Linked DNA regions of Ovis aries: region 2 is linked to region 1. The links are chromatin contacts, called in public Hi-C maps. All regions are on one chromosome and are shown on one strand. Each heading gives the region's core, a stretch centred on a gene start, on an enhancer-like site or on the middle of the called end of the contact. The rest is flanking DNA. Distances are from core to core; before and after follow the strand shown.

Evidence for each region. Hi-C and Micro-C count contacts between places; a contact is called where the count stands out from the background.
Region 2: a Hi-C map of tail adipose tissue shows a contact between it and region 1, with 4 times the contacts expected there. The contact joins two enhancer-like sites. A contact is called at or near these places in 11 of 16 Hi-C or Micro-C datasets (blood, hypothalamus, liver and 7 more).

What each region holds. Positions count from the first base shown.
Region 1 is chr6:58,179,435-58,186,583 of ARS-UI_Ramb_v3.0, forward strand. No RefSeq gene overlaps it. Among named protein-coding and RNA genes, the nearest start is that of TBC1D1, 260 kb to the left of the region's middle. Within about 2 kb of position 3,792, at least 30 of the 54 cell types and tissues checked have an H3K27ac peak or open chromatin away from gene starts, as enhancers often do. A contact at or near this core is called in liver and tail adipose tissue, where this site is marked.
Region 2 is chr6:58,335,551-58,342,699 of ARS-UI_Ramb_v3.0, forward strand. No RefSeq gene overlaps it. Among named protein-coding and RNA genes, the nearest start is that of TRNAI-AAU, 270 kb to the right of the region's middle. Within about 2 kb of position 4,316, at least 39 of the 54 cell types and tissues checked have an H3K27ac peak or open chromatin away from gene starts, as enhancers often do. A contact at or near this core is called in liver and tail adipose tissue, where this site is marked.

The DNA.
Region 1 (7,149 bases), core at 2,542-5,041:
TGGGCCTGGTTAGGAGGGAATGGCAGAACCGTAGGAAAGAGGGCTTGTTCTGGGCAGTAACTGTAGCTCTGCCAGGAAAAGCAATGACACCTCTAGCACACAGGAAGCCCCCCTGCTCTGGGCCTGGCTGCATTTTTCGCAGCATCCTGATCCCTTGGTGGCACTAGTGGTAAAGATCCTGCCTGCCAATGCAGGAGACATAAGAGATGTGAGTTTGATCCCTGGGTCGGGAAGATCCCCTGGAGGAGGGCATGGCAACCCACTCCACTAATCTTGCCTGGAGAATCCCAGGGAGAGAGGAGCCTGGAGGCCAAAAGTCCATAGAGTCGCAAAGAATTGGACACAGCTGAAATGACTTAGCGTACCTGATCCCTTGGGTCCTTTGTGATAGTGAATGAAAACTTCCCTGGGCCATCTGTTGAAACACTGGAAACTCTAGAGTGATGGAAGGCAAAGCTTTGCAGGTCAGTCTTGGAATCTTAATTCCACCCCTGAAAAGCTGTTTGCACCCCCAGAATCCTTCCAAGCCTCCGTTTCTCACCTGAAAAATGGAATAAAAACACATCTTACAGGATGGCAGGGAGGATTAAATATTAAATAAAGAGCCTGGTTGATAGCAACACTTCCTAAATGGTTTCTATTTTTATAAAAATGCCCTTGGTTTTACATTGGCTTTAGGCTTTCTAGGCTACTATCGGTCAATCAATATTTATTACTTACTTAGTAGGTACAAAAGGGAACAGAAAGAGATCTAAGATCTAGGGCAACAGAAAAGACACAGGACAGAGAACCTTGGGGTTGGAACAAGTGGCTGGTTTCTACCCGACTTCAGGAAGAGGTGGGGAGTTTGGAACCGGTGAACATTTGAGGACAAACAGTAACGATTTCCCTTTTCCCAGCTGTAAGTTTGGGACAGCCCTCCCTTTTCCTGTGTGGGCTTTTGTGTTCTTCGGAGAAGGGACCAGTGATTCTGAGAAGTGGACGAGAGAAGGTCCCAATGGCTGCTTACAAAGTCATGACTCAAGACCCAGAGTGTTTTCTGGATTGTTGTTGTTGTTTAATTGCTCAGTATTGTCTGACTCTTTGTGACCCCATGGACTGTAGGCCACCAGCCTCCTCTGTCCATGGGATTTCCCAGCAAGAATACTGGAGTGGGTTGCCATTTCCTTCCCCAGAGGATCTTCCCCACCCAGGGATCGAACCTGGGTCTCCCGCATTGGCAGGTGGGTTCTTTACCATCTGAGCCACCAGGGAAACACTTTCCGGATTTACCTGTATTAAAGAATTTTTTGTTTTTTGGTTTCATTGAGGAGAGCTCTTGGGGGAGAATGTGGGGTGGGGTAGGGGGGCTACAGGGGTCTCCTGTGGCTCTCTGAGGAAGGCAGCCTGAGCTGAGGAAGCCCTGTGTGTGGGCGGGGGCGATCACCACCAGAAGGAATAAAAACACAAGGAGAAGCCAGCCCCGTTCAGCGGACCACGGGAAGGTCTGCTCTGTTGTTTGAAGCTTTTCTCTAGTCTGTGGCAAGCCTGCAGATTCAGTAACGACCACAGCTGTGCTTGGGCCCAGGCTTTTCCTGGGAGGCCTGTCCGCCTTCAGAGCAGGAGCAGAAGCAGCTGGTGTGGCCGCCCTCCTCCCAGCTCTCTCTCCAGTTTCTGAACAGTGTCGGGATCAGCCGTGCTTGGGATGCTCATCCGTCCAGAGATTTTATCAGACTTCTGATGAATCTAATTCCGGTGAAAGGGAGCAGAGGAAAACGAGCTGTTTAGGTTCATGGACAATGTATTTCTGGGCAAGAAATGTGACTCTGTCCCCTTCTGTTGAAGTAAGTTTGAAAGTGTCAAATAGTTTTTTCATTTAGGTCTTCACTATGGGAAGGCAGAGAACCACGGAGAAGATTCGGGTTTTCCAGACCCTGTAAAGGGGACAGCTGGCCACTGCAGGGATCGCTTCCTCATCTCTGAATTCCCCTGGTTAGTTGTCTTCCTACTTCATGCTCTGAACCAGGAGCAGCAAAAGGAAGGAAAAGCAGGGCAAGTGGCTGGCTCTAGAGTGACTGCTAAGGGCTCTGACCTCAGTGCACAGCTGGGGTGTGGGGGTGGGGTGGCCTGCAGCTGGTCTTGGTGGGGCTCCTGGGGGAGCCCCTGCTCGGCTAAGGCCCACTGACCTTCTAGTGTCTATGGGAGTCTCACTTTCCTCATCCAGCACAAGAAGGCTTGGGCGAGGGCATGTGTTGTTCATTCATTCACAGATCTATTTATTTATTCATCCATCTAACTTTTTTTTTTTTTTTTAACACACTGACTCTGCCAAGAACTGGGGGTATGGAAACAAACAAGACTGGATTCCTGCCCTCTGGGACTCACAACCTTGTGGGCAAGGTAGATCAATATGCAAATCAATCTAGAAAAGTCATCTGCAGGTTAACGGGAATGTGTAAGAGCCTAGCCCTGCCTGAGAATGAGGAGAAAGTTGATCTTGAAGGATGGGTTAAGGATGCCAGGAGGGTGGAAGAGTCTGGAGCTTGCAAAAGAGCTTTGCCTGAGAACAATGGCAAGGTTGAGAGGTTTTCAGAGCAGGGAGTGAAAACTAAAGAGGGCAACGTGGACTATCCAGTTCTCAGCATGCAGCTGAGATTCCAGTTTCTCAAGAAAGGAATTTTTCCTTTCTCCAAACTCTGAGAACCCTTGAATCTTTGTATCAGGGTCTCCCAACACTGTTTATAGACCACAGATCAGGTGATTGACATTCATTTTACCAGGGCAGATGTGGGAAGACATTTCTTGTTGCTTTTTCCTGCATAGACTCTTTGATGAAGGCTGTTGTGAGTCTTATCCTTTATGGGGTCAAGCCTCCTTGGAGAATGAAGGAGGGTGATAAGCCATCTCCCCAGAAAATGCATAGTTTTCCACAAAATTTCAAGTGTTTTGAGAACCATCCCCCATTCGAAACCCTCCCACACACTACAGATAAAGAACTGCCCGCAACCCCACCTGACCTCAGACTGTGGATCTGGGGATTGGAAAAGCCTAGTGTGGACACAGAGCTGCACGGGGACTGGCCCTGATGTGGGCGTTCAGCTTAGAGACTCTTTGAGTGTAGTTCACCTACAGACAGAGCTCGGAAAGGAAACTGAATCCTTTTGCAGAAGGCTTCAGCAGGGCCGATACTAGCATGAGGCAAATGAAACCTTTGCAGTGGGTGTAAATCATAAAGGAGAGGGTGCCAAACAATTCAGTAACGAGATATGTAATATTTTAATGCACTTTAAAAAGTCAAAATAGATGCAAAAATCCATGATGAATACAGTTTCACAATTTTCCGCAAAGATGGGATGTACTGTACTTGCATGGCCCTGCCCCTCTTGCCCCACCCTCATCCCAGCCCCTATTTGGAAACAAGAACTGCACAGCCTTAAAGTCCCAAACTTGTATTTGAATAAGACCTTGAGTGTCAGTATCTGGGCTTCCCTGGTAGCTCAGTGGTAAAAAAACCTGCCTGCCAACTGCAGGAAACACGGGTTCAGTCCTTGGGTGGGGAAGAATCTCCTGGAGAAGGGAATGGCGACCCACTCCCGTGTTCTTGCCTGAGAAATCCCATGGACAGAGGAGCCTGGCGGGGTCACAAAAGAGTCAGATACCACTGAACAACTAAACACTGAGTGTCAGTAAGTTGATGCCTGGACGCTGCTGAGGTGTTTCTGTGAACACTGATTGATTCCTTGGCCAGGCTTAAGCCTCTCCGCCTGCCGGCCCACGTTGGCCCAAGGAACATGTGTTGGCAGTGACTCAGACATTCCAGCAGGTGGCACTCTTGCTCCAACCAGGTCCCCTGAAAAGGGGCGTCTTAGCCAAACTAAAGGGATTCAAGCTAGTTGCTTTTTGCCAGTTGTTTTTTGAAGGGCCAGGAAGAATCCCGAGCAGGTATTGTGGGGGTAAAGGGAGGTGCTCTATAAAGAGGATTGGAGGAAGAATCTGGAGAGCCAGAGCAAGGTAGAGCCTTATAACAGGCTGTGCTTCTCTTTAGCAAGCGAGGAAAATGAGAATTTCAAACCTCTTTCTGTTCTCAGATGCAGTATTGACACACGTGGCACGGGAGAGCAGAACAGGACGAATGGTTTTCTGTGAAGCATGGCCGGGTGGCAAGAGCTCCCTACTTACCTGCAGTGTTGCTCCACTTGCCAGCTGTGACCTTGGACACTGCAAGCCTGAGATGGTTCATCTTTAAAGGGGGATTACTGCAGCTGCCCTGATGGAGGGTTGTTGGAGGCTTGCTGGAGGATTAAAGAAACTGATGACCAAAAGGCTACTAGTACCAAGTGCGTGTTCAGTCAACTCGCTGCTGCGATGGACTTGTAGGCGAAGGCTAAGCAGCGAGGTTTTGTGGCCTTCCTTGTCTGTCACATTAATTTAAAAGATGACCTCAGAGTGACCCAGAGACATAACTTGATAAGGAACCATGGCTTGAGCAGAAGCAGCCAGAAGAATTTCCCACCTGGATCGAGTTTCACAGGTGTGATTTTTGAACCAGGAAATCAAACTGGGTTCTCTGGCAGTACTGTCTCACCCTCAAGACCTGGGAAACGTCTGACCACCAGGTGACAGGTCCCACTTAAGCTGTGCATTGTTGCAGAAAGTATCCATTTACACATAGGTATATCAGAGCCTTCCCATGAAACCACTGTGTCTCCCTGCAGTTCTGAAATCCTGACCTCTCAAAGATGCCCCCAGATGAACTGTTCTCCACTAAGAATGAAATAAATCAGTGATGGTTCCTTCTTATTGAAGCTTACTTCATGGCAGTTACTTTAATAAGTACTTTACATGCATTCATTCATTTATGCCTGGAAACCAACCAGAGAGGTAATCAAACCAATTTTACAGACATGTAAATTTAGGTTTGGGGCTTCCCAGGTGACACAGTGGTAAAGAATCCCCCTGCCAATGTAGGAGATGCAAGAGACTCGGGTTTGATCCCTGGGTCAGGAAGATGCCCTGGAATAGGATATGGCAACCCCCTCCAGTGTTTCTTGCCTGGAAAATTTCATGGATAGAGATCCTGGTGGGCTACAGTCTATGGGGTCGCAAAGAGTTATACATGACTGAACACACACACACACACAAATTTAGATTTAGGGAAACTCAGTACTCTTGCCTGGAAAATCCTGTGGACGGAGGAGCCTGGTGGGCTGCAGTCGGACACGACTGAGCGACTTCACTTTCACTTTTCACTTTCATGTATTGGAGAAGGCAATGGCAACCCACTCCAGTGTTCTTGCCTGGAGAATCCCAGGGACGGCGGAGCCTGGTGGGCTGCTGTCTATGGGGTCGCATGGAGTCAGACACGACTGAAGTGACTTAGCAGCAGCAGCAGTACTGGGTCAGGCTTCCCTGGTGGCTCAGATGGTGAAGAATCTGCCTGCAATGCGGGAGACCTGGGTTCAATCCCCGGGTTGGGAACATACCTTGGAGGAGGATATGGCAACCCATTCCAGTATTCTTCTCTGGAGAATCCCTGACAGAGGATACTGGCAGGCTGCAGTCCATGGGGTTGCAAAGAGTCAAACACGACTGAGCAACTCAGCACAGCACAATACTGGCTCCTTCAGCCAGGAATTGGTATAAACTTAGGTCTGACTTCCAAATCTATCTATGTATCTATCAATCTATCCATCAATGTATCTATCATCCATTTATTTGATACATTAAATACTAACTATTCTGATCTATTAATTAAAGCAAGTTCCTCTGAGGCACTGAGGGCCTAGGGAAACGTTTGTTGGTCTCGATTTGAGGCTTCTTTCTTGAACATATAGAGATAGTCATAGCTGTATCTTTGCAGATACATATATACATAACACATACAGGTGACTTTCTAAGGAGCATGTTCTTACTCAGAGGCCCCGTAGCCCAGATGACAGTGCACTCTGGTGTCAGCTACTCTTCAGAGAGTCCCTGGAGAGAGAGTTTTGTGCCATATCCTCTTGTGTGGGAGGACAACCAGACAGAGTCAGTCTCTGCTCCACCCCAAGCTTCCTTCGAAGGCACGGGCAAAGCTCTTTGGATTGAATGGTCTCATTTTTCAAAGGGAAACTGCCGGATAGGAGAGGAAGTGTCAGAACAACAAGATCACTTTGACCTGGAAGAAGGAGCAGGAAAGTGAATGCCGTCTTCCCAGAGGAGAAACATCACCGGCCATCATAAGGGGATCTGGCTTCCCAGTTCCTAACTGGAGAAGACGGCTCCCTGTCAAAGTGGGGGCATGGGGGGTAGGGAGTGCAGAGGTCTCTGTAAATACAGCTCTTGGAGTCCGTTTCGGAGCTGGTGTGGACAAGTGAGAATTACCACCTATAGCATGCTTTTTCTCCTCACAAAATGCAGTTTGTTTACTCTATGTTTATATTATAGCTCAATTCAGATTAATTTTCTCTGTTATGGGGGTCCCTAGAGAATCTACTTTATTAGATTAAGTGGATTTTAATTAGTCAATTGGAAAACAAGTTCTTCTCTAGGACTTAAAAACTGTTGTCAAACTATCTCAATGAGAAAGTGGTTGGCTTTATTTAGTCACTTAAAAAGACAGCCACTTCCTGTTTATATTACTGACATTAATTCCATCTTAAAAGTCGATGAGGTTTAGGAATTAGGAGAGAGGAAAAAAATAGTGTACTTTTCTTTGCCACGCATAAATCTTTTTGTTAAAAGTCAAAATAGTATAATCAAATGTGGAATTGTGACGATTTGTTAGGAAATAGATGTACTGAAAGACATCTTGTGTTCTTGAACTGGCGCATGGAGATGTAGAAAGGCCTGGAGGGACCAAGTGTCTCACTTCTTCATCCTCAGGCTTTAGCACAGCATCTGCAAGTGGTCCACATTCAACTCATGTGTACCCGTTGGAGCTAAAGTCCAGCACATAGAGCTTCCTTTATTTGATTCTCTCAAATGGGAAAGGGCTAGACTTCTGCCTCTTTCATTCTCTGTCAGCACTTGCTCCCTCCTCGGAAGGCAAGCACAGGAGCCTCTGCTCAGGTCTACCTCCAGAGGAGACAGGGCCCGGGGAACAGACCACTGGGCTCATTCTGTATCTGTTTTCATATTGACAGGGGAGAAGGACCAGACCCTCAGCTAAGCTGCAGGGCAGACAGCGTG
Region 2 (7,149 bases), core at 3,066-5,565, 160 kb after region 1:
CTGGAAACTCTTGAGTTTTGGTATTTCTGGTTAAAAGGGTGAAAACTATTAACTGTATGTTACTATTAATGCAGACAGAAAGCTATAAGTTTTAATTTAAATAAATTCTTTAAAAACCTAAAAGCTAAGAAATATGGTGGGGTCCTAAGCCCCAGTGCCTCAGAATGTGGTCTTATTTACAGACAGGGTCTTTCCAAAGGTAGTCAAGTTAAAACAATGGTTCTTAGGATGGGTTCTAACCTAGTGTGACTGGTGTCCTTATAAGAAGGGGGACATTCAGACACAGACAGACACACACAGAGGAAAGATGATGAGAAGACACTCAGGAAGAGACGATCATCCGCAAGCCGAGGAGAGGGCCTGGGCACAGATTCCTCCCTCAGGAGAAACCAGCCCCGCAGACATCTTGGTCCTGAATTTCTAGCCTCCATTATGGCGGGACAATATATCTTGGGACTGTAAGTCACCCGGGTTGTGGCACTTTGTCGTGGCGGCCCCAGGAAACTAACACAAGGGACAGCAGGGGCGTCTGTGACACCTCTGCCAGCCGTCTCCTCAGGATCTGCCCCGTCAGTGGTGCGGAGAATCTGCAGGCCCCGCTGCACGCCCATCGCTCCTCGGGAGGAGCTGCGGTAGCCTCCTGGCCGGTCTCTGCACTTGCTGCTCGTCCGTGCCCTTGCCACTCATCCGTGCCCTTGCTCTCCTGAGCCTAGAGCACTGATGGCCCAGGTGCTCTGACCCACACTGGTCCTTCCCTTGCTTAGCTCTTGGCCTGGATTTCCTGCTCTCAGAGGGCCCCTGACCTTCCCCCTTGCCATAGCCTGAGTTTGATCTTTGATTGTTCTTTCAGTGCCACTGAGGACAGGGAGGATGTGAAAGCTCCTTTGTGGAAAAATCCTATTTGGAGAGTGTATTGGAGATGGCCCCTCTGTCTGTCAGGCACTATGACCTTGTCACAGTGGGACATAGTAGAATGAGTCCCATAGTGATGGAACTCGTCACTAACCATCCTTTCAGCAACAGTAACAGACAATTACTGCTTAAAACGTTGCCCCTATCATATCATTTGGGTTTCCTCGGACATCTAGATGACTTTCTCCTTGTGAAACAACGAGCTGTCCTGTAGCAGTATGTGCTCGAAGCCCAGGGTTGCAGCAGCTGCATCTGGTTCTGGTTGAGGGAGGGACCTAGGTTTACCAGGTAAAGCTACCCAACTGAAACTTCTACAGCCAGCTGAAACCTCTAGATTCTCAGTCACACTAGAATTGTCTGCAGACCCCTGAGCTTCCCAGGGAAAAGAGAGATGGTTTAGCAAAGCTCACACACATCCAGAAAACCAATTCAAAATGTTCTCTTTTTTGTAAGACTGAAAATACATAAGAGTAGGATCATGTATTTGTACTTATTTGTATTTTCCTAAAGAAACAGGGGTAGGATTCAAAAAAATAAAAGTACCTACCAGTGAGGGACAGAAGTAGAGAAAAGAGCTGAAGGGAGAGGAGGTGGCAACAAGATTTCCCAAGTGTACTAGGCTTTAGGACTGCGACTTTTCAGTCATGAAAGTGAATTATGCCCTCCCTAAGTTCATTAAAAATGAAATTTTAATTAAAAAAAATACTGTCTATTGAAAAGGGCCTCTAAGTCCCTTTGCTAATGATACATACTCTACATAATTTGTAAAAAGTTAATTTAAAAGTTCATGCTACCCTAGTTTAAAAATGAACACAGTTTGTTTTGGCATAAACAAGAGCCTGTGGAACCTGTTGGTAATAATTTCCAAACCGGGCATTAAATACCAGTGTAGTATTTGGAAGATCTTGACTTCTTAGTCTGGGGTTTTGTAGGGAACCAATTGAGTGGCCTTGGACAAATCACTTTTCCCCCCCTTCTCCTCACTTCCTCGTCTGTAACAGCAGCAAATTTCATCCCTTCACCATGCTGCCGGTGTTGTTATGAAGCACAAGTGTGAAAACACTTTGAAAATATCATTATCAGCATCCTGACAGTACAGTTGCCAAATGTACACCTACAGCTGGAGGCCAAGGCACAGCTGGAGGCTGCAGCACAGCTGGAGGCCGCCACGAAGTACACTAAGCTTGCAACAAGACAGGGGACAGTCTTTAGAATATGTGTCTCTATGGCACTATCCTTTTATTAAAAACCAGAGACATTACTTTGCCAACAAACGTCCTGTAGTCAAGGCTGTGGTTTTTCCAGTAGTGATATATGGATGTGAGAGTTGGACTGTGAAGAAGGCTGAGCGCTGAATAACTGATGCTCTCTAACTGTGGTGTTGGAGAAGACTCCTGAGAGTCCCTTGGACTGCAAGGAGATCCCACCAGGCCATCCTAAAGGAAATCGGTCCTGAATATGCATTGGAAGGACTGATGCTGAAGCTGATACTACAATATTTTGGCCACCTGATGCGAAGAGACCCTGATTCTGGGAAAGACTGAAGGTGGGAGGAGAAGGGGATGACAGAGGATGAGATGGTTGGATGGCATCACCGCCTTGATGGACATGAGTTTGAGTAAACTCCAGGAGTTGGTGATGGACAGGGAGGCCTGGCGTGCTGCAGTCCATGGGGTGCCAAAGAGTCGGACACGACTGAGCAATTGAACTGATGGCACTATCCTTAAACTTGAGTCACTTAGATGGACATGAATCTCCTTACTTTCCGAATCTCACCTTCCCCAAGCAATTTGCTGAAGAGTGGTTTAATTTTAAAAGTCTGGGGAAAGAAGGCAGAAATCAGTCTCTTCATTTCGGCCAGAAAAGGAACCCTGATTCTGCAAACAGATGAGTTTTAGGAATGCTTGACATATACAGTGCTTAGTCCCTCAGTCATGTCCGACTCTTTGCGACCCCATGGACTCTAGCCCAGCCGGCTGCCCTGTCCGGGGGGATTCTCCAGGCAAAAATACTAGAGTGGGTTGCCATGCCCTCCTCCTTGGTTCTGACTTATAATCCTTAGGCTTCAAATCCTCTCTCTCTCTATGCTAAAAACACACAAAATTAAGCAAGAGGCAAGAAAGGTGTTAAGATTTTTGAAGGGAAGTTTCAAGAATGAGAGGAAAAACAAGAAAATAAATAGCACAATGTGTCCTGACATGTTATTTTGTTTCCCTTTAAGTTGTTGTTGTTTTTTTCCTCCTAGGAAAATATCCAAGATTTTGTCTCTTCTTAACAAAAATTTGGAAGGAAAGTTGGACCTGAACCCCAGCACTGTAAAACTTCTTTGTGCGCCGGCATTGCAGTGCTTTTCTTACTTTTCCTGCAGAAGCCAACCTACAATGTGGCAAGTTTGTGAGGCCAGGAAGGGAGGAGTAATCCGAGAGGAGGCAGGGCGGCTCCGGGGCGCGGGCGAGGGCGGGGCCCCAGCTCAGGGCGCTGGGCCCCTCCCAGGGCCGCAGGGGAAAAGGAGGAGAGACCTACACTTAAAAAGGCAGGAACCTACCAACTACAGAGATCCAAAAAAACGCCCCGGAGAATTCCCATTTGTGAGGTCAAATCAAGGTCAAAAGAGTTGCCTAATCATCTCTGAAAACCCTCTAATTTAGGGGGCTGTGCAACACCCCAAATCATGAACTAAGTCTAACTTGATCTTTAAAACGTGGCCTATGACTTTTTTTTTTCTTTTGCTTGAGCCAATTTTTTTCTGATGGCATTTTTGTTACTTCCTGTTTGTGACTGAGCTTCCTTGTCCTACTTCCTTTTGGGGGTTTAAATTGCCTCCCCTATCATTTCCACTGAAATGTATGAAAAAGGCAGGTGTGTGTGTGTGTTGCATTGGAAAGGAAAAAATAATGGCTCATATTAAATGTTTATGTTATAAAACACGTTTCTCACACGTTCACATTCTTTCGTTTACTTTTCTCAACAACACTAAGAGATGAGCCATATGCCCAAATAATGGATGAGAAAACTGAGAGTGAGAACGGTTAAAGTCCAAGGTCACTCATTTTTTAAAAAAAGAAGCATAACCTGAATCTGAGTCCCCTATTCTCAACCCAAGTCCAAAGCTCTTTTCATTTATTTAACTCTTAGAGGGAAGCCTACATTTAATTTATTTGGCAAAATTCTATTCAGGGAACATTTGTTTATTCAGTCTCTATTACAGAGTTTACTCTTGAAATGTAAAGACTTAGCTTGGGCCCTTCACCGAAGCCATGGAAGAATTCTTAAGATCTACTGTTTCATTTTTTGGCAAGCCCTCTGCAGCCTTACAACATGGCTCTTCCAGGGCCAGGCTGGGGCGTTCCTGGGTCTCGTGGAGCGAGGGTTGCGTTGCCCCCATCAGGCAGTAGGGGGAGCACGTGTGCAAGAGGAGGGAAGCCGCGGAGGCTCAGGCAGGAAATGTCTGAGACCATGTCCTTAACAGGGCTGAGTTGGAAAAGTGGTGTGGTGGGTTTTGTTTTGTTTTCTTTTTTCCTTCTGCTGAGCGAATGCTTAGAACTCCGGGCTTCTCTGCAAAGATTTGTGCTTACTGACTTGTAGGGAAGGGAAAACCAGCCTCAGGGAGTTGCAGAATGAAGTCACCTCTATGCCCACTGGGTGAAAGGAGCTCCAAGCTTCCCCATTGCCACCAAGGAGGAGCCCAGCTCCGGGCCTCAGCAGGTCCCGGAAGGCCTTTGCTTCTAAGTGGAGGGAGAAGACACAGAGGCCCAGACAGTGAGCTGCTCTGGGTCCCGTACCTGCCTGAGAGAACAGGGTTTTGTATAGTTGGTAGCAAGAGAGTTAGAATGCACACTGCAGGAGGGGAGGGGTGCGGCTTTTCCTCTGTTTCGCTGCCTTCCAGAACAGAGCAGGTGACGCTTGGCCTTAAGGTGCCTTCAAAGAGGCATCCACGTTGATAGAGCCTGTTAACTTATGGTTCGTTTGGACAAAGGCTTTGAAGTCGGATGGAAAAGGAGCACCACCTTTGGCACTGCATGGCCCCAAGCCCAGAGTGAGGTGGGGAGGAGCTGTGGGGCAGGCACTAGTTCTGGAAAATCAGTGCTGACAGGTCGCTTTTACTCTGGGGTGTAGCATTCTCTCATTTTTTTCCCCCTTTCTTAACCAAAAATGTAATTTCTTAACCCAGGAAAGCAAAGTTGCAGCAGGGGAGAGATGCCCTGGGGGCTAGCTGGCTACAATTTCCTTCCTAGTAAAAGAGAGAAGCAAAAAGTTGCCATTTGCTTATACTTTGGATTTGTATATGAAAGGTAAGTTATATTCTCTAGTTAATGGTGCTCATTTACAGAAAGCATTGTTTCTGCCTTGGTTCCAAATACATGTGAAATTTCACTCTAAAACACATACTCCTGTAAATTTTTTTTTTTTTTTTTGCTTAATATGCTGACTTCTCAAGTTCTTTTTCTGCACCAACAGAAAAGACTTAACCAAAGTTTCCTGTAAAATTGATACTTCTGCCATCATGCTATTCCAGAGAGAAACCTCCATGTACTTTGAATATGTCTAAAAGATGTAATCAGGAGAGGCAAGATGGAAAGGTCAAAATGACCACTTAATGGCAATCATGTTCTTTGTATTTTCATTTGTCTCAGGGTTTCCCCTAATATAGAGTGATACTTGTGTATCCCCAATATGAAACGGTACCTGTTGGCATATTATATGTTGAGTTTGCATATTATAAGGAATTTAAGTAATCTGGAATATTTCTCATTTCTTATGGCCCATCAAAAAAATTTACTTTACGTTTGCCAGCACTCCAGTGCGCATAATTCATGATTTATTCACCCAGCATGGAGTTCCCTCTATGGGCTAGGCATAGGAAACAAAGGTGAAGACCCACCCTCAAATAACTCAGCCTACTTGTGTGTGGATTTAGATGTGTAAGTGACGGGAAGAGTGTTCTGAGAGCATTGAGGAAGAAAGGTTTAATTCCATCTGGATGAGTTGATATTTGCTGGGGTCCTGAGCCCAGGCACTGAATCCTGACTTCACTGCTTTCTAGTCATCTGACTGGGCCAAGTTTCTGCACCTATCTGAGCCCCAGTTTCAACACCTATATTATATAGGAAAAATAATGGGACCCACATCATGGATTTTTTTTTTCCCCCGTGATGATTCAATGGAATGCACCATAGCAAGCACTCAATGTGTGTGGGTGGTGATGATGATGGTGCGGGGGGAGGTGGAGTGAGGACGAAGGCAAAGAGATGGAGAAGGCGGCACAGAGGTTATAGGGTCAGGAATTCAGTGGGTAAAGGAGGAAGATGTGGAAGAGTGAAGAACATTCCAGCTGGGGCCCCATGCTGTGTTTTAACAAGCCCCCGGGTGATTCTGAGGCACAGTGAAGTTCAAGAACCACTGAGCCGTGGTAAGCTGAGGGTTTTTTTTCCCCCCTTCTAGCTGTGAATTTTAAGTAAGGGAATGCTTGGATTTTCACTTTTGGAGAAAACACATAGGTGGCTGTAGGAAGGATGGATTAGAGACAGGGAGGCAGGAGGCAGGGACAGGAGTCCAAGTGAGCAATGACAGGAACTCAAGCCTGGGTCATAATGATGGGGATACACAGAAAGAGAAAAATGAGCGGTATATGACAGCGGTGACACAAAGGCAGTGGTAGAGGGGGCACCTAGAAGAGGTTAAAGTGTAGAATCGACCAGATCTAGTCATTGGATTTAGAGATGGGGAGAGAAGGAGGCAGGGTGAGTCCAGGGGTAGTGGACCCAGGGCTGATCACGCCAGTGACTAAATGGTGCCTCTGCCATCTTGCTGAGACCTCTCATCTATCCCTCCCTGTCCCTCCTCCGTGGCTGCCAAGGTGACTGACAGCGCAGATCGGCATCCTTGCAGGAGGTCTGGTTCTCCTCTGGAATGCACTGCTCTCTCCAGCCACAACCATCACCTCCCCCACGGCCCCCCACGGCCAAGGGAGTCATTCCGCCAGCCAGTGGTTACTGCCACATAGGCTGATGAGTCACCTTCCCACAGCAGCTGGTGGCCAATGTCCTTCTCTTGTCCACAGTTAGAGCACTTCCAGGACCTGCCCTTCACCCCCCGCCCAAAACATTTTGACCCACCCTTCAGCACAAGTTGCTTTGAAAGGGCCAACCACCCACACACCTCCAGAACTGGAGTGTCTCTAGTCCAAAACTGTACTCAGATTACTGTTCCGTCTGCATTTTAACTGAGATGATTAAC